4 separate regions of the Sus scrofa genome follow, and regions 2, 3 and 4 are each linked to region 1. A link is a contact called in public Hi-C, HiChIP or PLAC-seq and promoter capture Hi-C data. All regions are on one chromosome and are shown on one strand. The core of a region is the stretch at or near the end of the contact, and the rest is flanking DNA. Distances in the headings are between cores, read along the strand shown.

Region 1 (2,591 bases), core at 69-2,568:
GAACACTCTTAGATGGCTGAAGAAAGAGAAGGGAAGCCAAAAGGAAGAGACGGGTTTTTCCACTAAAACTGGCACATAGGGCACAAGAAGCTGCCTGTGGGACCCTTTTAAAAAGTCTAACATACACAGACGAGAAAGAGACTCAATTTTCACCACCTTAACCATGCCCCCCCCCCCCCTGGTCACAAACTGGATGGCTTTGACTCCTACAAAAGGCAAAGGGGCCACTTTGGGACCAACCTTCCTAGGGCTTCAAAATTTGACCTCGTGCCTAGAATTCTTCAAGGTCTGAAAAGCTTTAGGGTCCTCATTAAAATCCTAGTAACTACAAAAGCCTTAGAAAATGTGCCAGCCCTCTGAGAGGAAATCCTTTCAGAAGCTTCCTGACACCTGGGGCTAGGTGGAAGGGAAGCCTGGCTCCTTAAGATAAGCGTTGGTTAGCTTTGATGAACTCCTGATGGCCCTAACCAAAGCCAACACTCAGTCCCTCCCAGCACACGGCTCGCTCTCACTCTCGGTGCCCTTCAGTCAAGGCCCCAGGGCCAACCAGGTACAGCACTCGTCTTACCCTTACCTCCGCCGCCCAGCCAAGGCTAAGAAGGTCCCGTGGTTCTTCCCGAGTTCTGCATCACTCTTTTTTTCTGGCAAACAAAGAAGATGAGGAATTAGGGAAGCATCTCGCCTTCCCCTATCTCCCTGCCAGGGCACCAGACACCGCGTGGTTTCAGGACGGAGGTGAAAAAGCGTGCCTCGGGTGTCCCCAGGCTCCTCTCCTCCCAGGGGGTTTGCCCTTAGCCCTTCGCTCCTCCATCTCCCTTACCCTCTTTACTTTCTAGCTTCTCTCCTCCCCTCCACAGGCGAGGCGGCGGGACCACTACCACCTCGCCCGGGGCACCTCCGATCTTCCCGGGCCACCACGCTCGGGGCCGACTCATCCCGCCCCTTCTCTCCCGCCCCTCCCCTCCCTACGCCACTCTCCTGAGCCTCTATGCTCCGGCCCAGCCCCTTGCGGCCCGCCCTCGTCCCGCCCACCTGCCGGGTCTCCGCAGGAGGGTCCGGGCCGGTCCCGCCGCGCCTGGCCGGGTGACAGCAGGGTCCCGCCCCCTGCCCGCCCCCGCCGCGCCGCCATGTTTACTGAGGGCGGAAGAATCGGCCCCAAGGCGCTGCGGCGACGCGACCTCGGCGTCCAGGCTGGAGGAACGCGGGGCTGAGAGAGCGGTCGTGGGGAGAGCCTTCATGTAACAGGGAAAAGAAGGGGCGGTCTGGCCCCCCAAAGGAGGACGAAGGCCCACAAAGAAGAGCGCTGGCCTCCGCGCGCTACGGCAACCCCCAGCCGGCGGACTGGCCGAGCCGGCTGACTGGCCGGGCCGACGGACCGCTCAACTAGCCACACCCCCGGGAAGGGCCAGAGGCGGTGGGGGCGGGGCCACACGCTCAAGTCTCGCGATCAGCTGAGAAGGACGGAGGGAGCAGAAAATGGCCCGTCCCGGTTTCCGCAGTCCCTCGAGCTTGGTGCCCCGGGCTGCAGCCCTGCTCCTCGTTCTGAGCGTGCCAAGGGCTTTGGCGTTACCCGAGGTACTGAAGCAAATTAGAGGCTGGGTTGAAACAGAGTTGCTCGCCGGCCCTCGGCTCTCCCCTCTTGGCCTCTCCCCTGCCAGCCCGCAGCCCGGATTTCGTCCCTGGGGCCTCCCTAGCGTAACCCAGTCGGCTCCACGGCTCCACGCCGGAGTACTCACGCTGCTGTCTCCCAGCGCCTCCGCGCTGCCGATGTCCAAAGACCTTTGAAATTTGACCTCCTCCCTCCTCAATGTTTGAGTAACTTTTAAGTTTTTCTTTCTACCAACAAGTCCTCTGGTTATTCTGCAAAATCACGACGCACGAACGCCGTATACCCTGCGGTGGCTGGACTGTACGTTCTGTTATGCTTGATGAGATCTTTGTGTACCTGCAGTCCTTTTATACCCGGTCAAATCGCGGCTGGCAGATTGAGAAGTCATTGGAGAGGGCATAATAAATATGTTCCAATAGTAATTCTCAAAGATGAGGTCCTTCCCTGGATGAGATCTGGTACAGAAATTCTCTGGTGCCCTGTTTTGGCACCTGGCTCCAGAAACGCTGTCTTCTAGTAAATCTGACGTAAAGGTAGGACACGTCTATGCCCTGAGTTAGAGGAATTCTAGACTGGCAGTTAATTTTTGGTCCCTGTTTTGTTTTTGTTTTTGTTTTTGTTCTTTTCCCTTGGCTTTTCTTTCTGGAGTCCTAATAGTTTTATCTCTTCTGCAGATATGCATCCAGTGTCCAGGGGATGTGCAAAATTTGTCAGAAGTGGCCCTTTATTGTAAACAGACACCAGAGCTAATGCTGCAAGGCCGCTGCTGCCTGAATGGGAAGGGCACCATCCTGGGGTGAGGAAGGAGAAGACATCTCTGGATATTGGAAAAGAGTTCCCAAACTGGATTCTTCAACGCTTGCCTGATTGGCTTTTAGGATAACTATTGGTACCTATTTTGGAGGCCTCTAAACTATGAGTCTCAGACTTTAAATCTGTTATAGCATTTTTGGCTAAGTAAACTACCCTGTGGCGCTTCCTG
Region 2 (2,591 bases), core at 67-2,566, 240 kb after region 1:
GCCGGCGCGGCCTGGCGGCTGGCCTGGGTGCCCCGGGCGGGAGGCAGTGCGGCTGCCTCCGCCGGGCTCCTGCAGCGAGATGTGACCGTCCCGGGAAGCCAGCCGCCGCCTTCTGCAGAGCTGGCCCGGGTCGCTCCGCCGCAGCCCGGCCGGGACTTGCAGACCCGCCCCGCCCCGCTGGGGTTCTCACCGCCGTCATCACCGCCCCCCCAACCCGGTTCTTTCGGGGCTCCTCCCACGACCCTCTCATTGGCCCCCATCCCTTCTGATCCCGGCACCATCCGAGGAGCCCCGGCGGCAGAGGGGGAGGGGGCGTCGGGAGAGGCGCAGGTGCGAGGGTCTCGGGCACCTGGGAGGCCCCTCCCTCCCCAGATGGAATTAGCCAAGTTGGGAAGAGGAATTCCACCCCCGGTGCGGGAGGGGACAGAGTGATGGAGATAATAATTATTTTGACAATCTCCTACTTGTAGACTGCGTCAGCTTTTAAGTGTCTTCCCCATTCATAACCTGATATTGATTCCCTTCATTCTCTCATTCGTTCCTTCATTTATTAGGCAAATATTTATTGAGCGTCTGACATGTTCAAAGTTGCCGATTCAGCTGTCATTAAGTGTGCTGGGTTTATAGGGGAAATTTAAAGAGCAACGACCTGTTTCTTGTTCTAGCTCTGCGACTTACTTTAGTGTGGCCTTGGACAAATAGGTTAATGTAAGTCTTAGGTTTTCCCACTGTAAATCAGAGCGTGCAGATCCTTACAGGGCTGTTGTGAGGATCAGATGAGACAATGTTGGGGAATGGGCTTTATCAATCTTACAACCCTGTGTGGATGAGAGATTGTTATTCATTTTCACCAGTTTGTCAATTACTTCATTCAATAAACATGGAAATCCTTCAGTTATTTCATGCTTTGGCTGAGCATGAGATCTGGAGGGAGAACTTGGGTATAGGTCCCAATTCTGTCAGCTGTGTGATCTTCACCAACTGACCTAACTTCACGGAGCTTCAGTTTCATCATCTGAAAATTGAAGTATAGTTGATTTACGATACCGTATTAGTTTCAGGTGTGCGGCAAAATGATTCCGCTATATCTGTATCTATATGTATGTATTTTTTTTATCTATTATCCGTTATAGGTTATGACAAATAGTGAAAATAGTTCCCTGTGCTGTACAGTAGGTCCTTGTTGTTTGTCTCTTTGACATATAGTGGGGTGTATCTGTTAATCTCAAAATTCTAGTTTATCCCTTCTTCCCCCCTTTTCCCTTTGGTAATCATAAGTTTGTTTTCTATGTCTATTTCTGTTTTGTAAATAAGTTCGTTTGGATCATTTTTTTTTAAGATTCCACCTATAAATGGTATTGTCTGGTATTTGTCTTTGTCTTTGAGTGGCTTCACTTAGTATGAGACTCTCTAGGTCCACCCATGTTGCTGCCAATGGTGTTAATTTCATTCTTTTAAATATCATCTTCTTAGTGTTATTGTATCTAATGAGATACTGTATGTGAGAAGCATTGTTCAGTAAATAAATGTTGGCTAAAGTTGTATTTAGGGCAGATACTTTCTAATTCTCATTGCAGTATAGCTATTTCTGGGGCACTTCAGTGTGTGCCCCCCTGGGGCTCTGAAGCTTCTGTTGCTTTCCTTCTGAGAGGAGAGGGGAATGGGGCAAGTAGGGCAGGAAGGATTGTGTGTGCTGAGCATGTGATCAAGCCATGCTCCAGGTCCTCCGACCTCTGCTGACCCTGAGAACCCTGATCTCTGGCCTCCTGATGCATCCTGGTTCTGGAGCATGCATGCCCAGGGTTCTTTTTGCCCTGGATCTGGGTATTGTCTTTCTAGGCTCCAGGCCTTCCAGAGAAGACGACATGGTCTGTTGGGCAGGAGTAATGAACCTCCAGTCTTCCTCTTCAGGGGCAAAGCAGAGGCTGTCCCCTTTCCGGGTGCCTGCAAAGGGGGACCTCAGGAACTCCTCTGGGGTGGCCAGAGAGCTGGGGGCCTAGTGACCAGGAAAGGGTGAAGGCAGAAGTGCTCAGAGGGGGTGGTGCTCAGAGAGGCCAGGGTACTTGGGTTAATCATCACTGTGGCTCAGATAAGGGCCTGCCAGCTGGAAGCAGAGTCAGTGGGACAGAAGGGGTTTTGTGGCTGGAGAGGCAGGCTCGACGGTGTGTCCACAGCATTGGACCATGCCAGGCACAAAACGCTTTCAACATGTGATTGAGACCCCGGAGCCTGGCAAGTGGGAGGTGAGACCCTTTCTTCCTGTTGGCCTTCTGGGCTGATTCCTAGAATCCTGTCTCATCGGGACTTCCCTCCACCCCAGGTTTCTGCTCCCCCCCTTCTCCTTCCCATCTTCCTTCCTGGTCTTCTTTCTTTTTTCTTTTTATTAAAGTGTGGTTGATTTACACTGATCTTCTTTCCCTAATAGGCCCAGAGTACCAAGTGCAGGCTAAATGCTGTGTGTGTGTGTGTGTGTGTGTGTGTGTGTGTGTAAGTCCTAGCACTGAGCCCACGGCCACTCCCACCTCCAATTCCGCAGGCCTGAATGAGGCTTTGCTCCCTGCCTGTAACCTTGTCCACCCCCTCCCTCTAGT
Region 3 (2,591 bases), core at 64-2,563, 170 kb after region 1:
ACGTCTTTCCCCCTTCCCTTCCTACCATAGTTTTCTCCATTCTCCTTTGCAGTTTCCCATACAGTTGCCCAATACTATGCCTTTTTCTCCAGAATTTTTCCATAGCAAAATTTTCTATGAAAGAAAAAGAGTTCTCTGTACGTTAAGACAAAAAGTTGATGAAATTGTTGAAAATCAAGGAAACTATAAACTACAACAAGCACAGGCAAAAGACAAGTACCAAGTTTTAGAGAAACCCCGAGTGAGGAAAAAAAGAAAATCAAGCATTATAAAAAAAGAAATTATCGTGATGGACACAATTCAAGTTTTCCAAAGGCCATGAAAGGCCCTGAAACAAACAAGAGACAATTCTTGCAAGTCAAGTCAAACCTCCGAAATTAATTTGTGGTGCCCAGGGCCAGGCAACTAGGTATTAAGAATTTGAAACAGACCATTTACCCGGCTTCCTTTCACTGTCAAACTCCTCGTCCAAAGAACCCTCTCACATCACTTCTTTTTTTTTTTTTTAAGTACACTCATTCACATCTATCCCCCTCTCCCTAGCAAAATCAATGGATAGTCCCTTTTCATCTTCACTCCCACACTAAACCTCACACCGTTTGCGAGCCTGGAAGGCTGGGTTAGCACGAGAGGATGGCGCGAAGGCACGGGGACGTCGGTCAGTGGGCGGAAGGTGCCTCTCCCCACATGGCCGAGCCCTCACCGCCAAGGTGGCCACCGGCACACGGTTCCCTAGCACCGGCAGCTCTCTCGCTGCCTCGGCCCCGCTCTCGCTGTCGCCCCCCAGATTGCTGCTCCGGTCGCAGGATCTCGATTCGGACCCTTCCCCGAGGATGACCCCATCCCCCCGCTCCCTTTCTCCGTCGGGTTCCCGCCCTGCAGTCGCCAGCCTATGGGCCCCTCCCGCCTCACCTCCATGGAGACGCGCCAGCCTTGCATGGCGGAGAAGCCGTAGGGCAGCGGCAGGCGCGAGGCGCCGACCCCGTCCCCAGAGCACTTCACCGTGTTGGGCTGGGAGAGGTAGGCACCCATGGCGGCGGCTGACCGGCGACCTCAGGGGAAGGCGAGTGGGGCGCGACCCGTGCCGGAGCCGGAGCCCCGGGGGCGCGCGTGGCAGGAGCGGGCTAGACTGCGCGGCCGACGCAAGGTGCCGGTGAAAGGCGCGAGGCGGGCCAGGAGGCGGTAACGGGACGGGAGCAGAGAGGGAGCGGAAACGGAAACGGCACCGCTTCAGACCCCGCCCGGCCGGCGCGGCGCGGCACGGCGCCGCGCCGCGGGTAGTCATTTCCTTAGCAACTCGCCCCGCCCGCGGGGACAACGGCCCGCCCAACCGCCGCTCCCGCGAGACTGGCGCGGCCACGCCCACCAACGGCCGCGGCCTGCTTGGGCCGTCCCCGTGGGCTGCGCGTTGCCTCCAGCTCTGCCACCCTGTCCCCCGCCTCTTCTCCTGGCCTCGCGTTTTGCCTGAGCTCTTTTGTTTGGGACCTGGGGCTTCCGGTCCATCCTCCAGCGTGTCAGCTCCCTGTCTCCCCTCCGCGCCCGCAGACTCTGCGAACCGCGCCCGAAAAGGTTGACTTAAAGTTGGCTAGTATTTGTTCTGAGAGCATGAAGTATCCTGGCCAGGCCTTGTGAGGTCTGTGCCAGTGGGATGTGAGTCTTTTTGACAAAGAAAATGAAGACCTTGATCTATGACGTCTGTGCTGGTCGGGATGAAATCAGAGGAGAGTAAGAGATAGAAACCTACGGTAATCAAGGGAGTGTGATACTGGTACAAAAAGAGATGAAAGGATCAGTGGAGCAAAACAGAGCGCAGAAATAAACCCAGACACATCAGTTAAGACCCACAAAGGGGGTAAGAATATAAAAATGGAAGGAGTTCCCTTGGTGGTTAACGAACGCGACTAGGATCCATGAGGATGCTGGTTCGATCCCTGGCCTCACTAACCAGATTAACGATCTGGTATTCTGGCATTGCCTTGAGCTGTGGTGTAGGTGGAAGATGCAGCTTGGATCCAGGATTGCTGTGGCTGTGGTGTAGGCTGGCAGCTGCAGCTCCAATTCAACCCCTAGCCCGGGAACTTCCATATACATATGGGGTGCCCCCCCCAAAAAATTTATATAATAAAAGGATCTGGTGTTGCCATGAGGTGTAGATCGAAAACACACCTTGGATCCTGCGTGGCTGTGGTGTAGGCCGGCAGCTGAAGCTCAGTTTGGACCCCTAGCCTGGAAACTTCCATATGCCACGTGTGGGGCCCTAAAAAGACAAAAAAATTAAAAGAATATAAAGTGGGGGAAACATCAAAGCCCTCAGGAACCACTGAGTGGGAGTAATAAACTTCTTGTTCTACCAAAATAAATAAAAATAAAACGGGGGAAAGACAAGTCTCTTCAGCAAGTGGTGCTGGGAAAACTGGATAGCCGAATGTAAATCAATGAAACTAGAAAACACCATGCACAAAAATAAACTCAAGATGGCTTACAGATGTAAACATAAGACATGACACCATAAAATTCCTAGAAGAGAATGGAGGCAAAACATTCTCTGACATCAACCATACCGATGTTTTCTTAGGTCAGTCTCCCAAAGT
Region 4 (2,591 bases), core at 31-2,530, 150 kb before region 1:
TTGTACACCAATGTTTATAGCACTGCTATTCATAAAAGACAAAAGGATTAAATAGCCTAGAGATCCATAAGCAGAAGAACAGATAAACAAAGGAATGAAATATTATTTAGCTGTACAAAGGGACGGAGTACTGATACATGCCACCATTTGGATGTCTCGAAATATTATGATAATCATATGATATTATGATATTATGCTAAAAATAGATAGGTAACAAGGACTTACCAACTCCCTTACTATAGCACAGGGAGCAATACTCATATTGTTATATATATATATTCTGAATCACTCTGCTGTACACTCGAACCTAACACAACATTGTAAATCAACTACCCTTCAATTTTTTAAAGTGAAAGGAATTAGACACCAAAGGCCACATCGTTTATGATTTCTTATATATGAAATCTCCAGAAAAGGCAAATTCCTGAAGACAGAATGTGGATGACCTGTTCCCAGGGGCTGGGTGACCTGCACACCCGGTGTTCTTCTACGGTGATTTTTTAAAAGTTTTTCAGCTAGAGAGGGTGATCATTTGCACAACATGGAGAACGCACCAAATGCCACTGAATTGTTCCTGCTTTTGAATAGGTCATACTTTAGAACTGTTATGTGAATTTCGCTCAAACAAACAAAAACAACCCAAAGCAACCTAATTAAATATGTTCTGCTTTCCAGCCCCGGCCTCCCCTCAAGAACAAGGGTGAGAGCGCTAAACACCGCTCCGAGAAAACTACCCCAAGTTAACGCTCTCAGACACAATGGTAGCATTTGCAGCGGCAGAATAAAGTTATAGCGGTACATCAATGCGAAAATATTCATCTCCTGCTTTGCGGATGGGCCCAAGGTGAACCTCGTGTTGTGGTCAGTGAAACCTCCGATTTAAAGCTCAGCCGGAGAGACCCCATAAAATATCGGAGCTACAAGGGGCTTGAAATCATCGCCCGACCTGGATCTGCCCGGGCGACTGTGATTCCAGGTAGCATAAACAGTTGCCGCAGAGCTGGCAATGGAGAGCAGGTCTCCCCGAACACGCACCCCGCCACATCGCGAAGCAAAACTCCACGCTCTAGCTGGGGTTTAGGTTTGTTTCTTTGTTTTAAAACCCCAGGAGCCTTTGGTTGGTCAAAGGATTGTGGGCCGCTGGCATGCAGTCCCCGAAAGAGAGAGGTGCAGGTGTGAGGCGGGCAGGGGAGGGGGCCGGGTGGAACTGAGCCGCCCGACTCCCTGCCGGGTTTAGGGCCCCGCCCGCAGTGGTTAATCCCTGGCGTCCAGCGCAACACTGCTGCGCCGCCCGGCTCGTCTCCTGCAGCTCCGTGGTTTGTATCTTTCCTGCTCTCAGGCGGAAGAGATCCTGACAAACGTGGGGTAATCGACTGAATGAATGTCCTTCACATCAGGAAGGCAGTAGGATATTATTGGCGCCTCCGGAGAAACCCGAGGGAAACGAGGGGCGGAAATAGCTAACGTAAGCCGTCGGGGTTTGCAAACCCGGCCGGCGCGGGGAGATTTTTGACCACCTGTGCGTACCCGCCCCACCCGAGAAATGGGGTCCAGAAGTCAGGGTTGTAGGCCAGATCTCTAAGCGTCCGCAGTTCTGTAGAAGCCACCGCGCGTGAGGGGTGGGGGTATCGCTTCGTAAAAAGCAAGGAAACGGAAGTGTATTGCCGGTGTTTCCTTCGTCTAGGGCTGGAAAGTGGCTCCTTTGGCAGCTTCCATTGCTCGCGCCTCTGTCTCCGGCTTCCTCTGTTCTGTGCAGCCTAGAGGAGCTGGAGACCAGGGCACGGGAAAACCATTGAGACCCTGAAGGAGTGCGATCTTGGTAAGTATTAGAGGACATCCGCAGCTTTGGGAAACAGCGGAGCCTTCGATAGCTCAGTTGGTAGAGCGGAGGACTGTAGTGGATTACCCCTGGCAATCCTTAGGTCGCTGGTTCGATTCCGGCTCGAAGGACTTCGTCTGACGTTTTTTAAACCCCTACCCGTTTCGGGAAAAAAGGCTTTACCTAGAATGTTTGAATGAGCACTGCCGCTGCTCCGTGCATGTATGCAGCAAGTACTCAGCACGCTCTCTTGTAAGTTACGTAGGCCTTATTATTGCTTGCGTGTAATTATTATATGCTTGCTTTAAAAAATCTTGCAGTGATACCACTGCACTGGCTCCACTGCACTCGAGAACTGAACGAATATTCTGAATTATAGTGGGTGCTCTTGTCAGTGGACACCCCAGAACAACCTGTAAGGCAAAGGGAAGGACTTCAGCAGCAGCCGGGGGATTAGCTCAAATGGTAGAGCGCTCGCTTAGCATGCGAGAGGTAGCGGGATCGATGCCCGCATCCTCCACTCGGTTTTTGCTCTACGCGTTGGAGAATCCCTAAACCTTAGGAGAGGGTGGACTAGGTGGGCGTTTCATAATTCACAGAATAGTACAGTAGGCAATGCTTGGATTCGCATACGGTCCTTTTATTTTTGCAGATGAGTCTTCCGGTGCCCTTCTTGGTGACTTTGTCTTTTCCTCCTCCCGGCGGGCAGTCCGTTAACTGCCTTCTACGAAGACGCGGGCGGAACCCTCCCGCCCGGCCTGCGGGCGGAGTC

What was found. Promoter capture Hi-C pulls out the DNA fragments that hold promoters and counts their contacts. A called contact is a pair of places that touch in the nucleus more often than the background predicts. HiChIP or PLAC-seq counts read pairs in DNA pulled down with a chosen protein or histone mark.
Region 2: a contact with region 1 is called in a promoter capture Hi-C map of liver, with 4 times the contacts expected there. The contact joins the promoter of FNDC4 here to the promoter of ATRAID in region 1. A contact is called at or near these places in 1 of 5 promoter capture datasets (liver), 7 of 47 Hi-C or Micro-C datasets (heart right ventricle, liver and skeletal muscle) and 1 of 2 datasets of contacts at active chromatin or transcription factors (alveolar macrophages).
Region 3: a contact with region 1 is called in an H3K27ac HiChIP or PLAC-seq map of alveolar macrophages. The contact joins the promoter of PPM1G here to the promoter of ATRAID in region 1.
Region 4: a Hi-C map of liver shows a contact between it and region 1, with 11 times the contacts expected there. The contact joins the promoter of AGBL5 here to the promoter of ATRAID in region 1. A contact is called at or near these places in 1 of 5 promoter capture datasets (fetal liver), 1 of 47 Hi-C or Micro-C datasets (liver) and 1 of 2 datasets of contacts at active chromatin or transcription factors (alveolar macrophages).

What each region holds. Positions count from the first base shown.
Region 1 is chr3:111,918,493-111,921,083 of Sscrofa11.1, reverse strand. ATRAID (all-trans retinoic acid-induced differentiation factor) reads left to right here and starts at 1,318. Exons shown (of 8, transcript XM_003125294.4): 1 at 1,318-1,575; 2 at 2,284-2,405. The coding sequence starts at 1,477. SLC5A6 (sodium-dependent multivitamin transporter) reads right to left here and starts at 1,781. Exons shown (of 18, transcript XM_021087700.1): 1 at 1,737-1,781; 2 at 575-641.
Region 2 is chr3:111,676,294-111,678,884 of Sscrofa11.1, reverse strand. It overlaps FNDC4 (fibronectin type III domain-containing protein 4), which reads right to left and starts at 1,316. Exons shown (of 7, transcript XM_003481268.4): 1 at 1-1,316. GCKR (glucokinase regulatory protein) reads left to right here. Exons shown (of 20, transcript XM_021087679.1): 3 at 2,591.
Region 3 is chr3:111,746,734-111,749,324 of Sscrofa11.1, reverse strand. PPM1G (protein phosphatase 1G) reads right to left here and starts at 1,313. Exons shown (of 10, transcript XM_005655254.3): 1 at 913-1,313. The coding sequence starts at 1,032.
Region 4 is chr3:112,065,636-112,068,226 of Sscrofa11.1, reverse strand. AGBL5 (cytosolic carboxypeptidase-like protein 5) reads left to right here and starts at 1,280. Exons shown (of 16, transcript XM_021087715.1): 1 at 1,280-1,819; 2 at 2,472-2,591. TRNAA-AGC (a tRNA gene) reads left to right here and starts at 2,267; the gene lies at 2,267-2,339. It overlaps TRNAY-GUA (a tRNA gene), which reads left to right and starts at 1,862; the gene lies at 1,862-1,950.